Regions from separate parts of the Sus scrofa genome. Here region 1 is linked to region 2. Evidence: chromatin contacts called from public HiChIP or PLAC-seq data. All regions are on one chromosome and are shown on one strand. The core of a region is the stretch at or near the end of the contact, and the rest is flanking DNA. Distances in the headings are between cores, read along the strand shown.

What was found. HiChIP or PLAC-seq counts read pairs in DNA pulled down with a chosen protein or histone mark.
Region 1: an H3K27ac HiChIP or PLAC-seq map of skeletal muscle shows a contact between it and region 2. The contact joins two enhancer-like sites. A contact is called at or near these places in 2 of 47 Hi-C or Micro-C datasets (fibroblasts and heart right ventricle) and 1 of 2 datasets of contacts at active chromatin or transcription factors (skeletal muscle).

The regions. Positions count from the first base shown.
Region 1 is chr13:136,253,204-136,257,511 of Sscrofa11.1, forward strand. The region is part of intron 1 of KALRN (kalirin); the gene reads right to left. Among named protein-coding and RNA genes, the nearest start is that of KALRN, 22 kb to the right of the region's middle. Within about 2 kb of position 2,883, at least 10 of the 83 cell types and tissues checked have an H3K27ac peak or open chromatin away from gene starts, as enhancers often do.
Region 2 is chr13:136,101,311-136,105,390 of Sscrofa11.1, forward strand. The region is part of intron 5 of KALRN (kalirin); the gene reads right to left. Among named protein-coding and RNA genes, the nearest start is that of KALRN, 170 kb to the right of the region's middle. Within about 2 kb of position 2,436, at least 19 of the 83 cell types and tissues checked have an H3K27ac peak or open chromatin away from gene starts, as enhancers often do.

The DNA of each region.
Region 1 (4,308 bases), core at 1,633-4,132, 150 kb after region 2:
GGGGACAGAAGGTTGCTGGGTGTGTATGTGTGTGATACACTTTCAGGCTACTCACATTTACACACCTCTTTACCATCTCCTCAAGATACCCTCTCTTCTGCAGAGATGGCATAATCTTTGCTCAGTTGCTGAAGCTTCCTTGGATACTAAGAAAAGCATTCCCTGTTTCCATCACAAGGAACATAGTTTAAGGCACTCCTACCTCCTTAGCCCCAAGAACAGCCCACATTAAGGGGCAGTCAGAGCCTCTGCCATCTGTGGTCCCTCTGTCCTGACCCCCAGCTGAGAGTACACCACTCATTCTCCCCCAATCTGACTCCCGATGCAGATGAAAGTGTCTCTTCCTGGCCTCACAAAGGGTGGTAGTCATCCTCCAGGAAGGCACATCCTCTGCCCCTGCCTGTCTCCCTCCTGCCCTCAGCCTCTGGAAGCTTCCTGGATGGTACAAGAGAGAAGGGGGAGCTTTGGGGGAGTAGGGAGAATGAGAGGTTCCCAAGGCAGCTTGAAAACCAAGAGGATTTTACCTTCTGCCTTAATTAAATGTCATTTCTAAAATTTTTAAATCCTTGGCGCTGTGAAAAAGATTTACTATGCTGAAGCAAAAAGGACTTCTGAAAAGTAATTATAAAAGCTTATAAGTTATTTAATGGCTTTGTACCTTGTATTACTAGGGCTAATTCCATTATCTGAGAAACTAAAAACTGATGTTCAGTAACTCAGTGAATGCCCTAATCCACAGCTCCTGAAAGAACAATCCTCCTTGCCACCACATCCTGTTAAGCATTTTCTCCTCTAAGAAGCCATCCCAGAATATCTCCCACCATGTCTGAGTCATTCCATCCACTCTAGACACCACCCACCCCACTCCACACACACATACAGCCTTCTTGTTCCTCTACTTCTTCCGGAGCCGAGGAATCTTAAATTAACACCAGGGTGCATTATTTTCATACTTATAAAAGGATTAGCTGAGTGGTATTAGCCCAAAAGAATGAATGAACCATTCTGGGTACCATGTCACTGCCAAGGTCAAAGAGGTTCTGAACAGGGAGCACTTTCCTAGCACCTTTCAAATGACACCAATTCTGCCTTCCCCAGAAATAACTCAATAAATGTTTTAGTTATTTAAATAGCAAATAATTTTCTGATTCTCTTTCCCCCACATGCTCAATGGGGAAAAAAAACAAACATATTTTTTTCTTTTCCATAAAAGAAATTCCCAGTAGAGTCCCAGCTCAAGGCAGCAGGTCAACAGAATACATTTGTGCACACACCAGCCAGTGCCCCCTCAGCTCCTCCAGAGCTGCAGTAGATCTGAATGAAGCCTGCAATGTCTGAGATCTGATCTTCCATCTGCCACTTGATCTGTCACTTCCCCAATTCGGCAGGGAGCAGGGGCTGGAAGATACAGCAGGAGAGGTCTCCAGGGGTCCGTTTGGCAGTGAGCAGATGTCAACCAAATGGGAGAGATGTAACTCTGCTTCAAAGCAAGAAGAGGCTTAAGGTCATACCCAAATATACCTGGTGGCCAGAGGAGACCCCAAGATGTTGCTGAACAGTCCAACGTCTAACTCTGCCTCCAGGCATCTAGGGTATAGGTATGTCGTTACGGTTTCCCGATGGAGGAGTGGAAAGAACATGAGATTTAGCGTAAGAAAACCTAGGTTAGAATCCTGACTCACCACTATATAAGCTGAATGACTTGGGGAAGTCACATAACAGATGAGCCTCAGTTTCCTCATCTGTAAAATAGAGACAATGCTATTGTGAGATTTAAGATAAGTACCCAGGACAGTTCGTGCACATAGGAAGTCCCCAAATGCTAAATTACAACACAGCGATTACTTGCAGACCATATTCTCTGGGTTCTTTTTCCAGTAATAGGTATAGATTTTTGCTATCTGTCTATACTATTTTTGCTGGCCCTTATATGATGAGAAGAAGCTACTAAGAGACTACCAGCTGGAATGGAAGATGTAGTCAGCAACCATGACCAGAGAGAAATTATCTGTCCAATAGATAATTGTGCCACAGCCTTTCTCTCATGAATATAGTGTCAGGGATGTTCACTGTAAGGATATTTTAATTTTATTTTATCTTATTTTATTTGATTGTTTTTTAGGGCCACACCTGTGGCATATGGAAGCTCCCAGGCTAGGGGTCCAATCGGAGCTCCAGCTGCTGGCCTACACCACAACTACAGCAACACCAGATCTGAGCTGCATCTGCAACCTGCACCACAGCTCATGGCAACGCCAGAGCCTTAACCCACTGAACAAGGCCAGGGATTGAACCCACATCCTCATGGATCCTAGTCGGGTTTGTTAACTGCTGAGCTATGAAGGGAACGCCACCATAAGGATATTTTAAAACATCACTGTCACTGGAAGATAAATCTGCACCAAACCCTTCATTTGGATACAGAAGAGAAGTTTTAAGCCACCACATTTGCTTCTTTGTAGACCATATCCTGGTAAATAAGTCTTATCTTTAAAAATGCGTCCCCATCTTTGTTGACAATCCTGACTTCCATACCGAGAAATGTTCCTGGAACCAGGATCTGTTCCTGGAAACCAGTATAAATTTATGAAGCTGCTTGTATTTATAATAAAATGGAAGTAAATCTGACTGAAGCAAAGATCTACATTCCCAAGATGACTGACTGTCCATTTTAGTAGTTGCTGCCCCTAGCCAACACTCAAGCCAGAGGCTTCCCCTTCCTTGCTCAGCCTCCCTGAGGGAACCTGGGTCATTCAAAGAGCACCGGGAAGGAGCTGAGAAAGTAGGGGAAGCAAACAGCATTAAATCAAGGAACACACCCTCTACAGCCAAGGTCAACACCCAGGAGGGGCAGGAGGGCTTAGACAGTGGCGGAAAGACTCCACCCACAAGTACTTTGAACAGAAGCTCTCTTCCAACTGAAGGCAAAGAGCTGCTAATCTGATGCACACCCAAAACAGAGATGTCGGTAAAAATAAAATGACGACTGCTCCCTTGTGAGAAAGCCAGGAAAAGAACATATTGAAGCAATCACGGCCTGAAGCCCTGCCTAACACCAGTGCTACTGAGTGACCTCAGCCAGGGACAGAAAAGGATTGATCAAATAACTTTTCTTGCTCAACATCTCCCAATAGCTGCCCATAAACTACTGAAGAAAATCCTAAATCTCCATAGTGTGGAAACTAAAGCCCACTCAGGCAGCCTTTCCAGCTTTCTCTCTCATCATTCCAAATCCCCACACACACTCACAATGAGCACACACACACATGCACAGACTCCACATGAAAATTATCTCCCAAACTCACAACCTTTCGCTCCTCACCTTTCCTCTGTTGCCCTCCTCCATCTCCACAAGTACAGCTTCTACTCAACCTTCAAAGCCTTTCAAGGCCAAGTCCACAGCTGGAATTCTTCTCTCCCTCTTCTCTTGCTCCCATGGCACCTTCCGAATAAAGAAGCCTTTCCCTTCACTGTAATTTCCACAAAGACAGAGACTGCCTGCCCTGTTCACGCTGTGCAGATATTCAACAAACACTTGTCAATTTAAGGAGTTCCTCAGTGCCAAGATGTTTGTTCCATAACATGAGTTTTTTAGTCCTCGCCAGACAAGATGTCTCCATTGACCAAGGCAATTCAAAGTCCACTGGCTTTGGCCTGATTTCCTTTCTCATGTACCATCTCAGCCCCTGAAAAGTCTCATTGCATTATGTCCAGGAGCCCCTGTTCTCACAGGGGTCCTGTCAGCCACACCTGCTGTGTCTTCCTCCTCTTCTCAGGCTGCCCACTGCTGCTAGAGGATGCCTGAGGTGACCTCCGTGAAGACTCCAGCATCTGACTCAGGGTGCTGGCTCCAGGACTCTCCAACCCCCAACACGCCAAGTGCCAAATGGCCTGAGTTCCCTAGAGTCCTCCCTGCCCCTGGATCTAGTCCCTGTGGAAGCTTAGCCCCTTCTCCACACTATTCACGAGGTCAGCATCATCTGTCCCCAGGCATCACACAGAGCCCTGCTGAGAGCAGTTCTTCCCACTTCTGCACAGTGCCCCTCCTCAGGGATGCCTCCTCCTCAGGAAGTCCCTCCTCAGGGCTGTTCCCTCCTCAGGGCTGTTCCCTCCTCAGGGCTGCCCCTCTTCAGGTCTCACACGCCAGCCCATGGGGTTGGCTGGAGACGAATATCTAGGAAAGACAGTGCCTGGTCTCTCCAAAACCCATCTTGCCCTATCTTGTGTTCAAACCCACCATACAAAGGGACCACTGGGCTGCTTGCCTCTCTGAAGAAATGGCCAGGACAAGTCCAAAGGCCCACAGTG
Region 2 (4,080 bases), core at 1,186-3,685:
ATGTCCTGGAGTGGGGCTGAATGTCCAAGTCCAGTCTCACCCTCCATTCTAGGCCCCTCTGGTTTGCACCTCCTTGTGACACCTCAGGATGAGGGGTGTCTCAGGGAAATCTTTTAGGACAGGATGAATGCCACACTGAGGAAAGACTGGCCAGTCCATCTGATTTGCATAGAGGGAACCAATACTCTGTTTTCTCTGTACCAAGAAGGGCAAGAATCCAGCTTCCCTCAAGGTCCCTGGTTACCAGGAAGCAGCATGACTAGATTTCTGACCCTGTTTAACTTCTGGTAATTAGCATGGCGTGGACATCACCCTCCTACACTCCTCCCCAAGCAGCCTGAGCTCTAGCTACAGTGGACAGTGGATGGTCCCAGAACCCACCCTGTACCTCTGAGGCTGCCGTGCCTTTGCTCGAGCTCTTCCCTGCCCTGCACCCCAACCTGGGCTCAATGTTTTCCCCATCTGTTCCCCACAATAGTAACTGGTACTTGGATCAACTTTCCCCAGGCAGCAGCAGCTCTCTGTGTGCCAGTGCCAGTGCCCCTTCTCCAACATGCAAAGGCCTGACTCCAGTTCATCTTGCAACTGCCTGTTCCCAGAACAGTATCTGGCACTTGTTTAATTGGTTTGTCTTTAGCAGCAGTGTTCTAAGACCTTGTCAACCTGGGCACATGCTTCCAATTTCTCTTTCCTACTAGTTTCTCCAGGTACCAGGCCCCTACCTCACCTCCTCGCTCTGCTCCCACCTGCTGCCCGCCACATGCCCCAGCACCCTGTTGGGGATGACTGTGTACTTTCTGCCCTTCCTCCCGAGGCCTCTCTGCTACTCCCGATCCCAGCTCCCACCCATCGCTGCTAACCCTCCATCTGCTGAGCACCTATTGGGCTCCCAACATACTAGATGCTTCACATACATTTTCTTTAATCCATACCATAATCATAACATGTGTATTAAAATCTACATTTCACAGATAAAGAAACTGCTCGGAGAGGGTGAACTGGCTACAGATGGTCCATTAGCTAGCGAGTGGCTCAGCTGGGATTCAAACCCAAGTCTCTGTGACTGCAAAGTCAGTGCTCTTTCTAGACTTGGCTGGGTCTTCTGGCCTGCGCTCTCTCTGCTCTCCATGGGAGGCATGAGCCACAGGGCACCACCCAAGGGAGGAAGCAGGACCACAGGAGGGAAATGAAACAACCAGTTCCGAGAGAAGGGCTGTACCCTAGAAGGCTGCGTAACACAGGCCAGAGGAGGTGCAAGGGCATGGAGAAGAGGGTCGCCAACGGGAGGGGGGACAGAAGAGGATGTGGAGGGGGCGCAGGGGGGAGGATAGAGGGTGAAGGGAAGGAAGGAAAGTGGATTCTTCAGAGTAAAATGCCTGGAAAGAAATCTTAAAAATCCCTACCTCAAACAGAAATGCAGCTTGTTTTTTCACTTAATAAATTGTACCTCAATATCTTTCATTCTTCAAAAAGCCTACTTAAGACATTTCTTCCACTTCCCCTCCTGGGACAGAGTGGATATGTTTTCTTTTTTCTTGGCCCACCTCCACACTTTCTTCCCCCCATACAGCAGACCCCCAACCCTAACCTCTGCCCAGCAAGCAATAAAACCTTGACATTCCAGCAGGTTTGAACCACTGGAGTGGTTCCTTACAAGGATTGGGACTCACAGCAATGCTGAAACTGATTCTCCTTACACTTGCCCACATTATTGCCCTATCCAGTGCCTGGGGTGGGGACAGGTCCTCAGCATCTAGCAGAGGACCTGACATATGGACGATGCTCATTATCTGTGAACAAAGGAATGAATGAATCAATGAATGTTTCTCAGTTACTTCCCTGTGCCTCATACAACGTCTTTCTCTGATAAGATCTTTCTTTCCTAGCTCACCTAAATTGCTACGGACAGAATCAGGGTGACCATCTGGATGCTTCAAAGTACTATTAACACAATGTCCATGTTCTCAGTTCCAAAGGGTCACTGTGGGGTCCATACATAAGTAGAGGCCCCCTAGGCAGGCTATTCACATGTAATAATTCAAGTCCAGCCCCTTCCTGCTCCTCATAAGAGACCTGGGAGGAAGCCAAGGCTCCCGTGCCCAGCGTTCCTGCCATGCCTTCCTCTGCTCTGCCCTCCACACCCACAGTTCCCATGCAGGCCTGCGACCTCAGCGGACACTGGGGCTGACTGAACATGCGGCAGAGGGAAGGAGGAGGGGAGAAAGGATGTACGGAAGGGAAAAACAGCTTCGGGAGAAAACACTCACACATGCAGCCCGCAGAACATTGTGACTTGGATTATTTTTGGAATCTAATGTTTCTAATGTTCAAGGGGAGGAAATGAGAAAAAATAAGTAGAGATTCCCAGGACCAGCAGGCTGGAAATAATATAGGACACTGTGTCCTGTATTGGGTGGGACATGGACACACTTCCTCGCCCTGAATCCAGTCAGTAGCGGATGGCAGGGCCATGGTTAAGGGCCCCTTAGGAGGAGGGAGGGCAGGAACGAGGGGTCCCGGGAGACTTTCTTAAAAAAAAAAAAAAAATCAGGAAATCACAAACCACTCAGCAAAGACCTTGTCCCGAAGTCCCTCCCAACACCAAGGGCTCAGGCAATTGAATCACAGAGATATGTCAGCACACCCCCTAGAGGTCCAATCTGTGTTTGCCCTCCGACCAGAGCAGGTAAGGACACAGGTCAGGTGGCCTTGAACCTCTACTCCAACCCAGCCCCTCTAGCCACCTCCTAGGTGGCTAGCATATGTGCCTTTCTCCTGCAGGGCAAAGGTAAGGTTTGTGTGTATTTCTGTCTCTATGTGTGTATGTGTGTTGGGGGAGGGGGAGGAGCCCCAGCCTCAAAGCAGAGGGCCCACCTTCCTGTCATCCACCTGGCTGTATCCCAGCCTTCCCAAGTCTCCCCTTTCCCCTGTAAAATGATACTCACATCCACCCCCTGGGCCTGTCACACAAAGTAGATGGGAGACCAAATGAGGAACCACCAACTGGGTGGCTCTGGTTGGGTCTTTGCTGTGGATCAAAGTTTCCTATGTAAAAGGAAGGGCTAGATCAGAAAATCTCTAAGGTCAGGGGTGTGAGAAGACTTCAAAAGCCGACATTCAAAAAAAAGCTATTTGGTATTATAATGACTATAATGTCACTTCAGCTTGACAAATGACACTGCTGGCTGGAGGGGGATGGGGGTTGGAGAGGTGGCAAAGAGAAGCATCAATGGGCCAAGTGTGGGGGAGGGAGGAGGGGGCGTGCATTAGGTCCACACTGGCCCCAGAGATTCTTGTCAACCCCAGCAGAATGAGACTTTCAGCCCTGCTTTGGGTCCTGGGGAGTGATCAGAACTGCTATACCTCAGAGGAAGAGGGCAAGAAACAGCAATGCATAATTTGCCAGTGACAGGGCATCCTGCAGAGGTCCTGAATTGCTAGTACAGTTAGTAGGACATACAAACAGCAGAAACAATAAACACATAACCCTCAGGGCATCACCCTGCTGCCTACATGGGCCCCATACGCATTTTCTCAGGGTGATTAACATGAACGTAACATTATTTTGTTTGCACAGACCTCCAAGATTATCAAAATTGGATGGACTGTAGGAAGTGCTTCTGGCTGCGAGGTGGTAGGAGAATAAGACAGATCTGTTCTTTGCTATAATGCACGGCAGGAGGGGACAAGTGTCTCAGATGTAGAAGGTTCATGGGAAGGCACAATCACATCCCCCTGGGGAGAATCACTTTCCTCTGTGGCTTCAAAAGACAGACACTGGTATTCCAGAGACCTTTGCCTGCAGTGGCACCTCCAACCCTGACCCATCAGATGTGACCCCAGTTTGACCTCGGGGCTCTTGTCCTATGCCTGACCCAGGGGCACCACACAATCTTGTGAACTTGGGGGGTCCCCATGAACCCACATAATTGCCAACTTCTCTCAAAACTCAATTCTTGATTTCGTTCCGTGAGGGATCACTGAAAATTATTTGGAGCACTTGGAAGTGCTTGGAAGACTGCATTGACGACACTGCGAGGTCTCAGTGGGCGTTGGATGAGGAGTAAATCAGGACTGAAA